Regions from separate parts of the Mus musculus genome. Here regions 2 and 3 are each linked to region 1. A link is a contact called in public Hi-C and promoter capture Hi-C data. All regions are on one chromosome and are shown on one strand. Each heading gives the region's core, a stretch centred on a gene start, on an enhancer-like site or on the middle of the called end of the contact. The rest is flanking DNA. Distances are from core to core; before and after follow the strand shown.

Region 1 (3,699 bases), core at 309-2,808:
ACCTGCCAGCCTCTGCTTCCCAAGTGCTGGGATTAAAGGTGTGCACCACCATACCTGGCTAACTCTGGGTTATTAATGGGGACATAGACATAATAGTATAGAGGGGAGACATCTGTCCAGCTGTAGCGCATAAGGCTTATTATAAATAAGTGTATGTCTTTTATCTGAGAACAGATGACCTAGGCTGAGGTAGAAACTTCGATTTGAGATTAACTGTGTTCTGCAACCTTTTCTCTTGGATAAATAATGATGCAATTATAATGTATAAGTAGGTCAGCCTCTGGGCTTTGAATTGCCCTGGTTACACCATGTGTTATCAAATGTAATCCTAGCAACTAGGGCTATTCCCAGGCAGGCACACTATCCAGCTCTACACAGGTCAAAGTTCAGGAAAGCCAGCACTCACACCACACTCAGGCAACAACTTTATCCAGCTCTACAGAAGTCAAAAATTTGAGAAAGCCAGAGATGGATGGCAGAGAAGAGTCAGAGTAGCATCAGGCCCCAAACCTTCTGCTACTTTTCTATTGCCACAAGCACAAGCCATTCCCCAGCTTAACAGGTTAGGACCATATGCATAAGTGTTTGTTATCACCCCGGACTCTGAGTCAGGAAGCTGGGAACAGTTCGGGAGGGAGTACAGGCTTAGCGTCTCTCTGGATGTTGTCCAGCCCTGAGAGCATCATCTCAGTTTGAGAAGTTTGCTTCCAGCCTCATTCACCAGCGGTCAGGAGCTGTCAGGAGAGCCACATCCAAGATGGCTCCCACAGTCTTCTCTACAGAACTTTCTCACAACATGGAAAATGGCTTTCCCAGGGCGGGCAGCCCAAGAGAGAGAGCCCAAAGCAACAGCCATGGGCTTTGCATGACTGACACCATCGTTTCTGCCATGTCCTATTCACTGGCACTCAGTCACACAAGTCCCCTTCTTCCATACCACATGACAGTGACTCCTGGTCCAATCCTCAAACCTCTTTTAGAGCCCTAAGGCAGGTCTTGAAGGTCCCTAATATAGACAGCATTTAACTAAGTTTACTGTCATTGCTTAAAAACATGGCCCCTGGGTATTGTATTCTAGAACTTCCTTTGTTTTGTTTCTTTCCAGACAGAGTCTCACTGTCTAGCTGAGTGGTCTCAACCTTCCTACTGCCATGCCCTTTAATATAGTCCCTCATGCTGCAGTGACCCCCAACCATAAAATCATTTCCTTTGCTACTTCATAACTGTACTTTTGCTGCTGTTATAAATCATAATAAGGATCAGATACACAGGGTGTGTGACATGTGACCCCTGTGAAAGGATCCTTCGACCCGTAGGTTGAAAATCACAGGTCTAGCTAAAGCTGGTCTCAAACTTGCAATCCTCCTGCATCAGCCTCTCAAGTGCCGGGCTTACAGGTGTGTGCCACCACAATCTCTTGTTCTGGGACTTTGTACCTTGTTTATACTGAAGCCATTTCAGCAAAACCAAGGAAAAGAGTAATAATCACTGCTACCCCTTCTGTGTCGCTGGCATGCTCCAATGAGAAGGAAGTCCTGCATAATAAATGAGTCATCGGAGTGGGCTTTGGAGCACAGATGCAGAAGTCTTGCTCATGTGCAAACGCCTTCATCTGAGGGATGCGTGAGACTATTATCGTTTCTGTTCCTCTCTTTCAGGCATTTGCGTTGTTCCCGTGGAGGGCGTTCCTGGAAGATGGTGGACCATTTCCAGTTATAAGCAGCGTCCCGGACACCCTAGAGTATGATATGCAGGTAGATCTATCTTCCCACTTGTTAGAGAGAAAAACAAACACAGGCCACAGAGCAGGGTATCACAGGTTCATGTTCTAGCCAGTGGTCATTTATAAGATAAATGTGTGTTTAATCGTGACGCTGTAACCTGAGGTGAGTCATATTTTCTTATTATGGAGAAAACCATGCTCTCAGCAGCTGCTGGCCTTGACTGTAAACTCAGCTGCAGTCCCCAGGGCAGTAATGACCGAGAGGAGCAGCCGCTTATCTGGAGTCACCATCTAAGCCTCTTAGAGAAACTGCCCCTGGGACAGTGACCTGGGATGGGAACAGCTTAGGCAGGAGTGAAGAGGAACTCCCTATAATTGTTCTGATGACGATGCATCTTTAAATTCTCTTCATTTATTTTGGGAAAAAATATGTTTTCTCATGATCAAGTAAACATCTATCTGTCTGTCTGTCTATATATCAATATCTATATATGTGTGTATATATTATATACATATATATTAATATATAAAAGTATTAAAACCAACACAAAAACTCAACTCTAACTTGGCTTTAGAATTTGGAGTGGGGCAAGGCTGGCAATACATTCATGGATGTAAATTGTAATCATTTTGTTAACATTTGTGTATATTCAAAATCCTTCATAAGTATGAAGGTTTTTTTGTTTGTTTGTTTGTTTTTGTTTTTTTTTAACAGTAAAAGCAAGGGGGATCTAAAAGAAACTAAGATTATCCCATTTTTCATTCATTGTATCTGTGTAAGGTTGGGAGACTTGCTACTCAAAAACCTACACAGGAAGGACTTTAATCTAGAACTGTTACTCTGATTTTTATGGATATTTTTATCAATTGAGAGGGCAAGGGCTATAAACATAGTTGCACTTAACATTCTTTCTTCAAAACCATGTATAAAGGATATGTAAGACTCTTCAAAATGGGAAGGTATCTTTGTTTTCAGATGTGTCTCTGTGGGCTAAGTGACTGTGACCGCAGAGTGGCCCATGGAGAGCTGGTGGGTGTACAGATGCTAATGGAAGACGTACTTCTGGGCAGCTGCCACGTGATCAGGAAGGCTTCTACCGAATGGCAAGCTGCACTGGACAATGCACAGGTATTCCTTGCACGTGGGCTACAGAGTGGCTGGTGCTGCACTGTACTCAAGAACCTGCTTATTTTCAGAGACAGGCTAGGGGGATGTCTTACCCATCTGTCCCAGTAGCAGGAGCTGGAAGCTGAGAGATAGCAAGATTGAAATAGCTGAGGCTTTCAACTCAGAACCTGCCCCTCTGACATACTTCCTCCAGCAAGGCCAGACCTCCTAAACCTCTTTAGACACATGTTTAAAATGCCCGAGCTATGGGAGACGCTCCTCATTCTAACTGTGATAGGGGCCCCAAGAACTAAAGAAGAGAAAAAGGGGTACCAGTCTCTTGGGCTGGCCCATGTCCTTGAGGGTTGTCCCATTCCTCAGCACATCTGCTGCAGCTGCCTCTCCTTTCCCCTAGAATTCTAACCACTAATAGTGTTACTGCCTGCCTAGTTAAATACCCAATTATAATTTACGTAGGCGTATATGGAAGACAAAGCAGCCAAAATGTATAAAAGCCTCCACCCATTAGTGGTCCAGGTGTAGCCTTTGGATGAGGATCCCACAGAAGCCAGACACTGACACCGGCTTAGTAGACTGTTTCCCAGTGTACCACCCTCTGAGTATCCCAGAACAAAATCACAATAGCCATTTGGCAGGGCTGAGATGCAGTCTTAAGAGTAGTTTCAATTTGCATTTCCCTGATAGCCAAAGATACCAAATACCTTTAACTGGACTTACTGACCATTTGTATTTATTTCTTCTTGGGGAATTCTTTGGTGTTGCTAACCTTGGCCTTTTTTTTGACTGGGTTGTTTTCTTAATTTGTTTGTTTTTCTTTTATACTTTATTTTCTTTTGTGTGTGTGTGT
Region 2 (4,011 bases), core at 587-3,086, 65 kb before region 1:
CTGAGGGTTGGGAGCTGCAGATAAGAGAGGCAATGAGGGGTAAATAAAAACGCCTGAAGCGTATCATGTGCATACATACAAATCACAGCGAACCCTGCCCTCTTGTACGATTAATGTATGTTAGTGAAAATGTAGTGAAAGAGGAAATGACTTGGGAATTACAACAAAACTTGGTGGCCAGAGCTGAGGGAGGTGACGGTGATATAATCACAGCCCCAGGGAAACTGAGCAGAGGGGACTTAAGTTTAAGATCCTGTCTCAAAGCTAAGCAAATGAACAAGCAATCCCCGGCAGTGCCCACTTGGTTCTGAAACCACAGCAGGAAGGAAAGAATGGGACCACCAGGTAGCTGGTGTTTCATAGGGAACAGAATTAGAAGGACACTTCTCTCTCTCAGCCCGAGCCTCAAAAGTGTTCTCACAAAATTCTTTTAGGACTCTCTGATGATGTGCCAAGTACCTTGTGGTCCCCCTTTTGTTTTCAAGCCTTTAAAAATGACACCAACTAAGCCAAACGCGGAGATCCACAACTCTAATCCCAGCACTCCAAGGTCCAGGTAGAAATATCTGGAGTTCAAGGTCACCTTTAGCCACATGGCTGGGAGCCATGGCTACATGAGACAGTCTTACCTCTCTGTGTCCCCAAAGACACTAGGTATAGTGTTTTATACACACCTGTAACACAAGTATTCTGGAGCTGAGGCCTAGGGATCATGAGTTTGAGCCCATGCTGGGGTGCATAGTGGGACCATCTCAAAAACGAAGGAGTTAGAGGCCAGCAGGATGGCTTATTGGGTAAAGGTGGGTGACTCCAAGACAGCTGACCTTAGTAGAATCCCTAGGACCAACATGGTAGAAGGAGAAAGCTGACTATTGTAAGTTGACCTCTGACCTCCATGCTTGTGATATGTATATGTGCATTCACACACTCTGTGTCATGAGCACCCATGCACACACATGCAATAAATACATGTCTTAAAAATGAATTAAAAATATTAGGGTAAATGGCATTAGGTTGGCAAATATAAAAAAATAAAACTTATTGGGGCTGGCAAGATGGCTCAGAGGTTCAGGACACTGGCTGCTCTTCCAAAGGTCATGAGTTCAATTCCTAGCAACCACATGGTGGCTCACAACCATGAATAATGAGATATGTGCCCTCTTCTGGCAAGCAGGCATATATGGAAGCAGAACACTGTATAAAAATAAGTAAATAAATAAATAAAACTTTTTTTAAAGCTTCAGACAAGTCATATTCTGAGCTGTGGCCCCTCACATAAGCCTGCCGTATCTATAAAACAGGAAAATTTACAGTTAAATGCTGCTCATGTACAGAGTCTAGACAGCTCTCTGGGCAGTAGAAGCATAATAAGAGCCATGTATATAATGTGAAGTTTCTGAGTAGCTATATTTAAAACATGCAAAGAGATATGAGATTAATTGTTAATACAACCCACGTAATTCCATGTGAAAGATACATTCTTCTCACGTGTAATCACTGCTAAAAATAAATCAGTGGTGAGATAGTGCACACACTTTTGCCCGAACTCTTTTGAATCTGGTGTTACCTATAGAGAGCATGTTGGCTCGAGGCCACCATGGGCAGGGCCACTCTGGACATTGCGTATTCTTCACCCCGTCACTTAGAGTGAGGAGTGAGACTTGCACTTGCTGTGCAGGCCAGCACTCTTGTTCCTCGAGCCTCTGACCCCCTCTAGACCCCCAGATCCACTCTGGTCACCCCACTCCTCCACCCCTTACTCCCTTGAGCTCCTTCACAGGCTGGGTTGCCTTACTCCTTCCTGGACCTCTGGAGGACGCTCAACCCACTCTTCAAACAAACAGCCGTGTAAGGCAAATACCACTTTCTCTTTCCTATATTGCCCCTACCGCAGCTATGATGACAGATACTACGCTAATAGAGTTTTTAAACACTGTCCTTACTTAAAAGGCTCTCTCCTATTTTGTTTGTTGGGGGTTGGGGTGAGAAATAGAACTGACAGGATAGAGGGGAGACAACGGCCATCTCCTCCTTCTGACTGTAGGGTGAGCATCTCGGGGCTTTGCAGTGTCATTTCTGCTGTCTCTTAGATGATAGGCATGGCATCATACAAAAACTTTCCCAGCTGCTATCACTTTAGCGTGAGACATACCAGGCAGTGCCTTCTGTCAGGGCCTTTAATAGGATTAAATATTTACATTAGGATATCTAGCCCTGCAGGGAGGGGGAGGGGTGAAGAAGAAGCTGGATGCCAATCTGTTGTGATAATCCAGTCAAGCCCAGCTAAGCTGCTGGAAGCAAGACAAGCTATTTTACTGGATATGGGTGAAGCTCCTAAGACAGACGCTTCTCCTTCCCCAGCACAGTGCTTTGGCCCTTGTTTTGATCCCACTAGGAAAGTCTTGGGCTACTATTAATGACTAAAAGGCATCATCTGTGGCTTATCCCAGCCACCTTGTCATTTTATGTCTGTTTAACACGGCACGGTAGGAGGAGCTCCTGCTGAGGGACAGCAGGCTTCTCCTTGGGGTTGAACCTTGCATGAGGCTCCTGAGTCATGAAAGCCTGACAGCCTGTGGTGAATTCAGGGGCAACATAATGCTGTAAACTAGAAGTGCCGGGAGGTGAGGCCTCTAGAAAGAGAGAGCCAGACCATGTGGGGCTAGGCTCTCCTCAGATGTGTAACCAGACCCTAAGGCATCCAGCACACCATTTTGCATCCAGCACACCATTTTGCCCCACTATCTGCTTCTCTGTTTCCATCGACTGTGGGCCAAGCCTTCCTTGCTCCCATAAATATGCTGGGCTCTGTTGTAGCCATAGAATAGCAGTACACAAAACTAACACAAATTCCTGATATAATAGAACTTACCTTCAAGCAAGCAACACTAAATAGACATATAATGTGTACCAAATATAGGGGGATGTGGCACCAAAGTTTCCCTAGACTTCCTGGCTCTTGCAGTTGACTGGAGCTGTGATTAACTTTGAGCAGTGAGCAGAAATGCCATGTGTCAGTGCCAGTCCAGAGCACTTAGGAGCTGAGCCACACTCCCCGGCTGCTTTCTCCTGCTTAAGCCAATTGAAGGCAATGAGTGTGTGGCAAGATAGAAACACCCTCATCCTTGGCTGCTGCTGTGGGGCAACAGCCTGGATAGACACTGTCCCTAACGATGGCTCTCCATGAGTTCACTGTCAGGCCGTCCTGCTTTAGAGCATAGCCTTTGTGGTCTACTGCAATGGAAAAAAGCTATGAAAGGGAGACTGAGAGTGCTGGGTGGTGGGGCACTGGCTGAGGGTGCTGGTGGGTCTCTGAGTGAGGAGAACTGTCAGTGAAAAGACCTGAAGGAATTCGGGACTCAATGTGACTGGCTGAAAGAGATGGTAGCAGAAGGAAGGTCAATGCAAGAGGCCCCCCTGAGCAGGGCCGTGTCTACTCCTGTTGGCAGGGACATCAAGTGTGATTAGGTTGCACAAAGGGGAAAGGAGCAAACAAAGTGGAGAAGGGTTCTTCTGTAGCTTCGTGAGCCATGACAAGGACTTTGGCTTTAATTCTGAGCCAGGATGGAACCCTTGTAGAGTTTAAACATAAGCACAATGCGATCTGACTTTTCCCCATTGCCATTCACACTGTTGTACTGGGAACAGGCTAAACCTCTTCAGGGCTTTGCAGACTGTTCATTATTTCTTATTCTTGGGAAGTTTGAAGCTGCTGTTATCAACTGAGACTTTATTGGGAAGGTTAAAATCTCATGTAGGGGACTGGAGCGATGGCTCAGTGGTTAAGAACACTGACTGTTCCTACAGAGGTCCTGAGTTCAAATTCCGGCAACCACATGGTGGCTCACAACCATCTGTAATGAGATTGGATGCCCTCTTCTGGTGTGTCTGAAGACAGCTACAGTATACTTACATAAAATAAATAAACCTTTAAAAAAATAATCTGAGACCTGGAATTTTACCTTTCACGTAGACCATATTTATTTAATGTGTAGCTGCCAGAAGAACGGC
Region 3 (3,759 bases), core at 860-3,359, 91 kb before region 1:
ATAAAGTAAATAGTTAAGGTGGCTTTAGTAGCGCAGGTGTAGAATATGCACCATAGCTTGAGCAGGGCCAGGAAGGAGTTCTGTCCCCAGCATTGCCAAAGCAGCCAGGGGGTCAGGGGACAGTATGGAGTGAGAATTATGAGGGTGATGCCCTAAGTCAGGTTAGAGGATCCCCAAAGAAACCCGGTGGTCACCCGGATCCATTCCCTCTGCAGAGCCAGCGAGCGCTGTGGTCTGTACTTCTTTCTCTCCTCTGTCACATGATCGTACAACCATGCACTCCTAAACCTGGGTCTTGGGGCTGGAGAGATGGCTCAGCTGTTAAGAGCGCTGACTGTTCTGAAGGTCCCGAGTTCAAATCCCAGCAACCACATGGTGGCTCACAACCATCTGTAATGAGATCTGACTCCCTCTTCTGGAGTGTCTGAAGACAGCTACAGAGTACTCACATAAATAAATAGCTCTTTAAAAATAAATAAATAAATAAATAAATAAACCTGGGTCTTTCTCCTCACACCCTGAGCACCTGTGCTTTCCCACTCAAGTCCATGACCACTGTGGGGAAGAGGAAGTGTTTCCTGGTTGGTGGCAGCTGGGTCTCCCAGCTCCAGCCTCTCTCATGGGGAAGGTTTCTGAAGTTTCAGCCCTGTCTCCCTCCTTCTCTGTCGCAACCTAGGCTGACCTGTGCCCGCTCGGGTCTGTCTCTCTAGGCACTCCAGTATCTGCCCATCTCCAGGGTGCTGAGCCTAGCTGCTAAGCAAGTCTCTGGATCTAGTGAGGAAGATGGCAAAGCCTGTGTCACTGACCTTCACGCTGCATCCCCTGGTCCTCTGGGTCCCCATGTTTCAGGTAAGAGCCTGGCCTTTACTAGCGTAGAGCAGGGGGCCGTGATTACTGTGACATAGTGTTTCTATTTCTGCAACAAACCATGATGACCACAAAGCAAGCTGGGGAGGACAGGGTTTATGCTTCCACATTGCTCAGTGTTGGAGGCAGGACAGGAACTCGGGAAGGCAGGATCCTAGAAGCAGGAGCTGATGCAGAGGCCGCGGAGGGGCACTGATTACTGGCTTGCTGCCCATGGCTTGCTCAGTCTGCTTTCTTTTTATTTATTTATTTATTTTGGAATACCCAAATCAAGGCATTTTTTAAAAAAGATTTTATTCATTATATGTAAGTATACTGTGGCTGTCTTCAGACACACCAAAGGAGGGCATCAGATCTGATTATGGATGACTATGAGCCATCATGTGGTTGCTGGGATTTGAACTCAGGACCGTCGGAAGAGCAGTCAGTGCCCTTAACTGCTGAGCCATCTCTCCAGCCCCTCAGTCTGCTTTCTTACAGCACCTAGGACCACCTGCTCAGGGATTGCACCATCCACGATGGGCCAGGCCCTCCTCATTAATCACTAATAGCTGGATCTTATGGAGGCACTTTCTCAATTGAGGTTCCCTCATTTCAGATAGCTTTAGCTTGTGTGGAATTGACATAAGACTAACTGGAAAGGCCTGTTTGGACCACTGTCTTCCTATATGCCAAAGTCACATCTTTGTAATAAGTTGTAATTTGATAGTAATATTTTTTGATGAAAGACAGTAGCCATGACTGTAGACATTTTGTCTCCATCTTTACAACTAGTAGGTTAAGAGGCAAGTGGACTGGCTTCCAGGCCTGTTTCTGTCACCCTGGTCCTGCATATCACCTCCTTACGCCTCAGTTTACCCATTGCCATACCAATCCTTCCCGGTGAAATGATTTCTGAGACTTGGTTCAGGTTTTCTGTTACACAGCTGCCAGAGAATTTAGTCGTCAGGATCAATTTCGGTCTCTCTGCTCTTCTTTTGTGTTCCGGAGAACTGAGAAGTCGGGTCAGGTTTCTGCCGAGTGCCCTTGAGTGACATTCCCGTTGTATACAGAATATCCCAGGAGCTCTAGCGGGTTTCTCCTGAGGGCTGTGAGATCATTGAGAGTACTTGCACCTCCCCAGGAAAGCTTATGGGGGCTGGGTGGCAAAAAAGGTGCAGGCTTGCCTGGCACAGGGTCAGGGGAGAACAAAACGGCTCCCCACCAGCAGAGGGCCTGCTTCCAACTCTCTCCAAGGCCATCTGCTGTCTCTGCCGCCTCCCACTCACTGGTCGCGCTCTTGATTTTGGATATTTTTCAGGGTCAGGGAGAACAGATGCTGCGTTTGTCTTGCCTCAGCACGTGACAGACAGGGATGATCTAAAACCTCAGCTGAGGCGCCTCCTCTCACATTTCCACATCCCAGACGATGTGCAAAAGCTGAGCGACTCAGCCAAAGAGATGGGACTCTTTTCCTCGGTACACAATGCATTCTTACTATAAATACAGGAGGTTGGAAGAAAGGCTTAGTATTTGCTACAAAGTTTCTCGTTTGTTTGTTTGAGACCAGATCTCATATAGCATGGGCTGGCTTCAAAGTAGCTGTGTAGTGGAGGGTGACCTTGAACTCCTGATACTCCTGTCCCCCCCCCCCCCTTGAGTTTCTTGATTAGGTGTGTGTAGCCACACATGACACAAAGCTGTTTCTTTTTTCTGCCAATGCTTTTTTCTAGAGTAATAATATACAATGTAATAAGCCATCTTCCTGTTGGGAAGAGCCTCCTTTCTGTAAGAAGAACAAGACCTGATGATAGCTAAGCCTAAGGGATTTTACCTTTTGGGTTTTTCCCCCTGTAGGTTTTAGAGACACAGTAGGAGGATATGGGCTGAAGAAGATATACATGTGCCCAGGGTTAGACAGACATCCTGGGAGAGTTGTCAAGCATCTACAGCCCAGAGTCTGAGATGGGACTGCAGTATGTTTTGTTTGTGTTTTGGTTGCAATATTCTTTTTTTCCTTTCAATTATTTATTTATTATATGTAAGTACACTACTGTAGCTGACTTCAGACACTCCAGAAGAGGGCATCAGATTTCGTTACGGATGGTTGTGAGCCACCATATGGTTGCTGGGATTTGAACTCAGGACCTTTAGAAGAGCAGTTGGCGCTCTTAACCGCTGAGCCATATCACCAGCCCTGGTTGCAATATTCTTGACATACTGGATAAGGTTCTACCCACTGGGACTCACTGTGTCCTGAATGATGCGGCTGGATGCAGGCCTGGCCTCTTCCACTGTAAATCCTGCTGCCTTCCAACAGGAAACCTCATAGTAGCAGAAGCCAGATTAAAATTACTTTCAGAGGGAAAGATGAGGCAGTGGATACAGAACTTCAGAGTTATAACTTAAAACAACAACAACAACAAAACAACAACAACAACAACAACGGTTTCAGCAGTGAGCTATCTTGTTAGCCCTAGTTGTAAATTATTTGCAAGATAAAAATCAGCTGGGTGACCTGATCAGGCTCAAATCTAACCTGGGTGGACTTGAATGACCTCGGGATGGGAAGTTGCTACTTTGTCTCCCCATCCCCACCACCGGTGGCTCCCTGGCCCCGCCCCCTGCCAGTGCTGGGGGCGGAGCTCACTTAATAGCATACTGACCATGAAGATCCACTTGGATTTGTTTTTGTGCCAACATCATTTACAGGACTGTGTTTTTGGTCTGTAACCCTTAAGCCCACGCGATCTCATTCCTCTGGATTTTTGGAAAATCGTGTAGCTTTGCCTCCCCCCCTCCCCCTCCCCTCCCCCTCCCCCTCCCCTCCCCCTCCCCCCTCCCCCTCCCCCTCCCCCTCCCCCTCCTCCTCCTTATAGGATTTTGTGTAGCTCAGTGTTCTAGTTATAATGG

Evidence for each region. A called contact is a pair of places that touch in the nucleus more often than the background predicts. Capture Hi-C pulls out chosen DNA fragments and counts their contacts.
Region 2: a Hi-C map of rod photoreceptor shows a contact between it and region 1, with 3 times the contacts expected there. The contact joins two enhancer-like sites. A contact is called at or near these places in 7 of 39 promoter capture datasets (the 3T3-L1 cell line, embryonic stem cells, epiblast stem cells and 3 more), 1 of 15 datasets of contacts at CTCF or cohesin (the NIH/3T3 cell line), 13 of 484 Hi-C or Micro-C datasets (3T3-L1-derived adipocytes, CD4 T cells, the N1E-115 cell line and 9 more), 3 of 115 datasets of contacts at active chromatin or transcription factors (the HPC-7 cell line, embryonic stem cells and hepatocytes) and 3 of 9 other capture datasets (adipose tissue, liver and pancreatic islet).
Region 3: a contact with region 1 is called in a promoter capture Hi-C map of pancreatic islet. The contact joins two enhancer-like sites. A contact is called at or near these places in 14 of 39 promoter capture datasets (the 3T3-L1 cell line, 3T3-L1-derived adipocytes, the C10 cell line and 9 more), 2 of 15 datasets of contacts at CTCF or cohesin (the NIH/3T3 cell line and thymocytes), 36 of 484 Hi-C or Micro-C datasets (3T3-L1-derived adipocytes, CD4 T cells, CD8 T cells and 28 more), 10 of 115 datasets of contacts at active chromatin or transcription factors (the HPC-7 cell line, acute myeloid leukemia, bone marrow-derived dendritic cells and 7 more) and 4 of 9 other capture datasets (adipose tissue, embryonic stem cells, liver and 1 more).

The regions. Positions count from the first base shown.
Region 1 is chr10:41,585,405-41,589,103 of GRCm38.p6, reverse strand. It overlaps Ccdc162 (coiled-coil domain containing 162), which reads left to right. Exons shown (of 48, transcript NM_001358562.1): 32 at 1,659-1,754; 33 at 2,700-2,852. Among named protein-coding and RNA genes, the nearest start is that of 5730435O14Rik, 19 kb to the right of the region's middle. Within about 2 kb of position 1,558, at least 37 of the 459 cell types and tissues checked have an H3K27ac peak or open chromatin away from gene starts, as enhancers often do. A contact at or near this core is called in the N1E-115 cell line, muscle stem cells, pancreatic islet and 2 more, where this site is marked.
Region 2 is chr10:41,650,791-41,654,801 of GRCm38.p6, reverse strand. All of the region lies in intron 14 of Ccdc162 (coiled-coil domain containing 162), which reads left to right. Among named protein-coding and RNA genes, the nearest start is that of Mir3473b, 18 kb to the left of the region's middle. Within about 2 kb of position 1,836, at least 23 of the 459 cell types and tissues checked have an H3K27ac peak or open chromatin away from gene starts, as enhancers often do. A contact at or near this core is called in the N1E-115 cell line, muscle stem cells, pancreatic islet and 1 more, where this site is marked.
Region 3 is chr10:41,677,306-41,681,064 of GRCm38.p6, reverse strand. Ccdc162 (coiled-coil domain containing 162) reads left to right here. Exons shown (of 48, transcript NM_001358562.1): 7 at 711-849; 8 at 2,168-2,325. Among named protein-coding and RNA genes, the nearest start is that of Mir3473b, 8.4 kb to the right of the region's middle. Within about 2 kb of position 2,109, at least 78 of the 459 cell types and tissues checked have an H3K27ac peak or open chromatin away from gene starts, as enhancers often do. A contact at or near this core is called in the N1E-115 cell line, muscle stem cells, pancreatic islet and 1 more, where this site is marked.